2 separate regions of the Mus musculus genome follow, and region 2 is linked to region 1. Evidence: chromatin contacts called from public HiChIP or PLAC-seq data. All regions are on one chromosome and are shown on one strand. The core of a region is the stretch at or near the end of the contact, and the rest is flanking DNA. Distances in the headings are between cores, read along the strand shown.

Region 1 (3,193 bases), core at 345-2,844:
TGCAAACTCAGGCTAAATGTCTGCCTTTCTATGTAACTTTAATGGGTGCCATTTGTTCTGAAATGATGTCACTGTTGGATGTTCCTGGTCCCTTGGTATGTTACCTTCATACAGTATTTTCCCTGGCTTCAAAATAAAGCCGGTGAGCTGTCTCGGTTACTTTTCGGTTGCTGTGATAAAAATATCAAGGCAAAAACAACTTAAGGGAGAAAGGGTTGACTCTGGCTCACAGTTCAAGGGTGCCCATCATGGGGGAAGGAATGTCAAGGCAGCAGGAGATTGGTCACGTTATATTCACAATTCAGAAAGCAGAGAGCAATGAATACTGTGCACGTCCCAATTTTTCCACAGATCAATGATTGACCTAAGATACTCTCTCTCTCTCTCTCTCTCTCTCTCTCTCTCTCTCTCTCTCTCTCTCTCTCTCTCTCTCTCTCTCTCTCTTTGGATTTTCAAGACAGGGTTTCGCTGTGTAACCCTGGCTGTCCTGGAACTCACTCTGTAACTCTGTAGACCAGACTGGCCTCAAACTCAGAAATCTACCTGCCTCTGCCTCCCAAGTGCTGGGATTAAAGGTGTGCGCCACCACTGCCTGGCAAGATAATCTCTTACATGCATACTCAGAGAATAAATAATTCCTCACAGGTGCACGTGGAGGCTGTGTCCTCAGTAACTCACAGCCTGTCAAGTTGATGACACTAACCCTCCCATGTTGTTATTTGAAGCCTTGCACTCTTGTTCTGAGTGTAAGGGAAAGTATCAATCGGACCAGGTCCCCCAAGACCAACTTCTCAGCACAAAGGAGACTTATCCATCCTAGAGAAACAAAAGGCAGGGAATAAGACACAGGAAGTAGAGGACAAGGGAGAAGGGGAAGGGAACAAGACAGAGAGAGAAGGTGTATTTATTTGTTCCAGACAAAGGACTGCTAGAGAGGAGAGAGGAGACAGACATGGCATACAGGAAAATGGCAGTTTATAAAATCAAAAGTGGAAACCCTATGTTAGGATGAGATGTTTAATTTTAATTTGACATGTTAATTAAGTGATCCAAAAGGGGCTTTTGACTGCTAGATTTGAATACTTGGATAGCTGGACCTTGGTAATCAGCCTCAGGTGGAAGAAGTGGCCAAATAAAGGAGTACCCCCTGGGGGCTCGCATTAGGGGTATAATCTATTGGGGTTTAGCAAGGAAGAGAGAATGGAGAGAAGGGCAAGGCCTGCCTGGGCCACTTGCCCAAGTCGGCCAGGGTCTTTTCACCAAGGACCATTTCAAAGGCTTTCTGTGAGAAAAATCAAACATTCATGAGATAGGCTGTCTGGGTCACAGGAATCCAAGGCATGGCTGCCCCTGAATGCATGCTGGCCTGTTAACCCGCTCACCAGCCATGGACATTTGACAAGCTATAGAGCTACAGGATGCATGCTGGGATACTGCAGAGCAAAGGCTCATTTCTTTCTTTTTTCTTTCTTGTTTACTTTCCCAAACCCAGAAAAGAATAAGAGGTCCATGGCAGATTGTAGGCCTAAACAGGGAGTCAGATGACTGTGTGGATCACAGAGACACAGATGTTGGGGACAGGGCCTCATGGGGCTCTTGTGAAAGGCAGCAAAGTCCAATGTCCCCAAGGTGGCTTGCAAGCAGATGGTGAAATGCAGTGTGACTGAGGCAGATCGAGATTCAAACAATCCACCTGGCCACTAGAAAGAGAGATTTACTTCCTGGGAAGAGTAAGTCAGCCAGGAGACCCAACTGAAACCGGAACTGAAAACAGGGGAATAGAATAATATGCTAATCACACAGATCCCTCGTCCTCCCATTGTGGAAGTGAATAAAACCTACAAGGTTGTGAGCAACTGTATTTGTCAGGCACTGGCAGAGCCTCTCAGGAGACAGCTCTATCAGGCTCCTGTCAGCAAGCACTTGTTAGCATCCACAACAGTGTCTGGGTTTGGTGATTGTACGTGGGATGGATCCCCAAGTGGGTCAGTCTCTGGATGGTCATTTTTTCTTCAGTCTCTGCTCCACACTTTGTAACTCCTTCCACGGGTTATTCTGTTCCCCCTTCTAAGAAGGAACTAAGTATCCACACTTTGGTCTTCCTTCTTCTTGAGTTTCATGTGGTTTGTGAATTGTATTTTGGGTATTCCGAGCTTCTGGACTAATATCCACTTATCAGTGAGTCCATCCATTTGTCTAAGAATTTCATAAATTCATTGTTTTTAATAGCTGAGTAGTACTCCATTGTATAAATGTACCACATTTTCTGTCTCCATCCCTCTCTTGAGGAACATCTGGATTCTGTCCAGTTTCTGGCTATTATAAATAAGGCTGTTATGAACATAGTGGCACATGTATCATTATTACAAGTTGGAGCATATTCTGGGTATTTGCCCAGGAGTGGTATAGCTGAGTCCTCAGGTACTACTATGTCCAATTTTCTGAGGAACTGCCAAACTGATTTCCAGAGGGGTTGTACCAGCTTACAATCCCACCAACGATGAAGGAGTGTTCCTCTTTTTCCACATCCTCACCAGCATCTGTTATCACCTGAGTTTTTGATTTTAGCCATTCTGACTGGTGTGAGGTAGAATCTCAGGGTTGTTTTGATTTGCATTTCCCTGATGACTAAGGATGTTGAACATTTTTTAGGTGCTTCTCGGCCATTCAGTATTCCTCAGTGGAGAATTCTTTGTTTAGCTCGGAACCCCATTTTTAATAGGGTTATTTGGTTCTCTGGAGTCCAACTTCTTGAGTTCTTTGTATATATTGAATATTAGCCCTCTATCAGATGTAGGATTGGTAAAGATCTTTCCCAATCTGTTGGTTGCCTTTTTGTCTTATTGACCGTGTCCTTTGCCTTACAGAAGCTTTGCAATTTTATGAGGTCCCATTTGTCAACTCTTGATCTTACAACACAAGCCATTGGTGTTCTGTTCAGGAATTCTTCCCCTGTTCACATATGTTTGAGTCTCATCCCCAGTCCCCAATGAAGGAGCTAGAGAAAGGACCTAAGGAGCTGAAGGGGTTTGCAGCCCCGTAGGTGAAACAATATGAACTAACCAGTATCCCCAGAGCTCCCAGGGACTAAACCACCAACCAAAGAGTACACATGGTAGAACTCACAGCTCCAGATGCATATGCAGCAGAGGATGGCCTAGTCAGACATCAATGGGAGGAGAGGCCCTTGGTC
Region 2 (3,193 bases), core at 407-2,906, 1.4 Mb before region 1:
AAAAAATCTTGAATATAAAACAGAGAATACATGTCTAGGCTGAGCATGATGGCACACACCTTTAATTCCAGCACCAAGGAAGTGGTGACAGGCCAATCTTTGTGAGTTCAAGGCCAACCGGATCTACATGAGTTGCAAACTAGGCGGGGCTACATAGTGAGACCCTTTCTAACATAAACAAACAAACAAACAAAACAAATACTGAGAGAAGCCAGACTGAAAAAGTTATGCTGTAGGCTCCTATCGGTGCCATTCTGGAAAAGATAAGTCTGTAGAGAAAGGAAAAAAAAAAAAGTGGTGTTACCAGGGGGTGGGATGTTGAGACAGAGGGCAGGGACTTAACACGGTAATCCATTCTGCATGAGTCAGGTCCAGAGAGCAGGCAGCAAAAGCAACATGGACCACAGGTCCACTGGTGACTCCATAGTTGTGTGGTTTAACAAAGAAAAACGCTCTGGTGAGGATCCTGATAGAGGAACTCGTGTGTACGTGTGTGTGTGTGTGTGTGTGTGTGTGTGTGTGTGTGTGTGTGTGTATGTGTATATGTATGTGTGTATGTATGTGTATGTGTGTGTGTATGTGTTTGTATGTGTGTGTATGTGTACATGTGTGTGTATGTATGTGTGTATTTATGTGTGTGTATGTGTATTTATGTGTGTGTATGTATGTGTGTGTATGTGTACATGTGTGTGTATGTGTGTGTATGTGCATGTGTGTGTGTATGTGTGTGTGTGTAGGGGGTGGTCAGGGGCATTTGGAAAATCTTTCTCCTTGATGCTTACTCTTTCTACAAAACTGAAAAGTTTGTCTTTGTAAAATAAGCATATGACAGGGCTAGGAGTGTGGTAGAGTGTAGTAACCAAGCATCAACAAAGCCCTGGTTTGATGCCCTAGCACCCCATGTACTGGGTGTGGTCACACTCTGATCCCAGTACTCAGTAGGTAGAGGTAGGAGCATCAGAAGTTCAAAGTCATCCTCCACTACGTTGTGAATTCGTGACCATTTTGGGATACAAGAGCTCCTGTCCTATTTCAAACAAACAAACAAACAAACAAACAAACAAACAAAAAGGCAATTCTTCCTGAGCCGGCACGGTGAGACATGACTGTGATCCTGGCACTCTGGAAGCTGAAGCAAGAAGACTGATTGCAAGTTCAAGATCAACTGGGTTATATATTAATACTGTCACAAACAAACAAAAAAAGTGAGACAAGAAATCAAGCAAGCAGACAAACAAACGTAAAAAGGAATGACAGAAACTTGCCTCAAGAGATCAAGGTCAATTGAAATGTTCCAGAAAGAGGAAAAAAGAGACACTTTCACTGGGGCTGGCGACTGCCTAGTGCCATCTTCTGGCTCACAGCCACCTTGTATCTACCTTTCCTCCCTATAAAAGCCCTTTCTTCCTTAAGATAGTCTCCTCCCATTTCCTCGCGCCAGGACCACCAAGTGGCGATATGGCTACGGGCATGGGTATGGGCGTGTGCCCTGAGAGGCTACACGACAGAGTGCTGTTGGGCACGTTTCGTCCTGAGACAGTTGTTGGCATGTTGGTCTCAGGCCACCTGACCTGTTACTCCACTTCTGCAATCTCTGTGAAGCAGGCCTGGAGCTATTGCCTCACCGACCGACCAAGGACAAACAACAGCGGCGGCCACAGCCCAGCGCACCCTGACGGTCCTTGGGGATACTGTCCAGCCCCAGCTCGGCTGTGCCTGACTCTCGGAGCCTGAGCTGCTTCCTGTTTTGAACGTTCTCTGGCGAGTACAGTTCAGGCTTTTATCAAAGTACACGCTGCTTTCCTTCCCCGGGGATCTCACTTTGCAGCCAACTGGGACGCTGCACAAGTACACTTGGGACCTAAAGCGTGTGCATGTTGTTTACAATTCTGAAGATTTCATCACGCCAGTTTCTAAAAATAACTTGGCGTGGCATAGGCGTCACTGTGAATTCCTGGAAAAGTGGGTGTTTTCCTAGAGGAGGGAAGGAGGCAGAACAGAGTGGTCAGTACAGCCTGATGCAGGAGGCTCCTGCCAGAAAGGCAAGGCGGAAGCCACTCAGAGGGCTCCTTGGAGCTGAACTGCCCTTCCTACCTCCACATCAGAGGCAGAACTCCTGCTAACAGCCAGCAGGGGCTGAATTCATTTCAGGTTCCCACCTCTGGTTTATTTCACTACAGAGAAATAAACATCCTCTTTATAACCCCTTCTCCCCAATGCCCCGGGACTTCTCCCAGCTGGGTCAAAGTCACATTTGTCACTTCTGCCACCTTTGGCTCATACACCCTATCTTCTTTTTGCTTGGGTCCTCACTATGTAATTATTAGGCCATGGCCAGTGTGGCCATGCAAACCCTCAGTATTATTCTGGCTCTTTATACAGGAAAAGTGCACTGTTTATCAGAGAGGGCTACTGTGAAGGTTAGTTTTATTATTTATTTATTTATTTATTTATTTATTTTTAAAAGATTTATTTATTTATTATATGTAAGTACATTGTAGCTGTCTTCAGACACTCCAGAAGAGGGAGTCAGATCTCGTTACGGATGGTTGTGAGCCACCATGTGGTTGCTGGGATTTGAACTCTGGAGCAGTCGGGTGCTCTAACCCACTGAGCCATCTCACCAGCCCTTTTTATTATTTTTAAATCACTTTTTGGTGTGTCTATGTCTATGTAAGCGTGTGCCATATGGGTGCAGGGTCCTCTTGGATTAGAGTTGTAGGTGATTTATGATCTATCTGATCTGGTCCTGGGAACCAAACTGGAGTCCTCAGTAAGAGCAGCAAGTTTTTAAATTGCTGAGCCATTTCTCCAGGGCCCCCTTCCTTAAAAAGTTTTATTTTATGTGCACATGGGTGTTTTGCCTGTATGCATGTACGCACATCACATATGTGTATTGCTTATGTGTTGTGGGACGTAATAAAAAATGGTATCATCCCACGCAATACACAGCTGCTCTCTGTCCCCAACGGTCTTGCCACCTCTAAGCCAGCCCCAGGTTCCGGATTGCCTGCCTCAGAGCCTCTTGTACCTTCTCAGCATCCACCCCCTAGGCTAGTTATCACAAATTCCCTTAATCAGTAAATCAAAACTCTAGAAGCTTATAATTAATCAGTCAGATTTATATATCAATAAATTCTCAATTCACAAGATGCCCACACAATAATTTCAGAGCCAATTGATAATGATACAA

Evidence for each region. HiChIP or PLAC-seq counts read pairs in DNA pulled down with a chosen protein or histone mark.
Region 2: a contact with region 1 is called in an SMC1A HiChIP or PLAC-seq map of large pre-B cells, with 23 times the contacts expected there. The contact joins two enhancer-like sites. A contact is called at or near these places in 8 of 39 promoter capture datasets (the 3T3-L1 cell line, the C10 cell line, the HPC-7 cell line and 5 more), 1 of 15 datasets of contacts at CTCF or cohesin (large pre-B cells), 1 of 484 Hi-C or Micro-C datasets (the G1E-ER4 cell line), 2 of 115 datasets of contacts at active chromatin or transcription factors (large pre-B cells and microglia) and 1 of 9 other capture datasets (embryonic stem cells).

What each region holds. Positions count from the first base shown.
Region 1 is chr7:137,554,077-137,557,269 of GRCm38.p6, reverse strand. No RefSeq gene overlaps it. Among named protein-coding and RNA genes, the nearest start is that of Gm51411, 98 kb to the left of the region's middle. Within about 2 kb of position 1,594, at least 2 of the 459 cell types and tissues checked have an H3K27ac peak or open chromatin away from gene starts, as enhancers often do.
Region 2 is chr7:138,918,159-138,921,351 of GRCm38.p6, reverse strand. No RefSeq gene overlaps it. Among named protein-coding and RNA genes, the nearest start is that of Bnip3, 10 kb to the right of the region's middle. Within about 2 kb of position 1,656, at least 284 of the 459 cell types and tissues checked have an H3K27ac peak or open chromatin away from gene starts, as enhancers often do.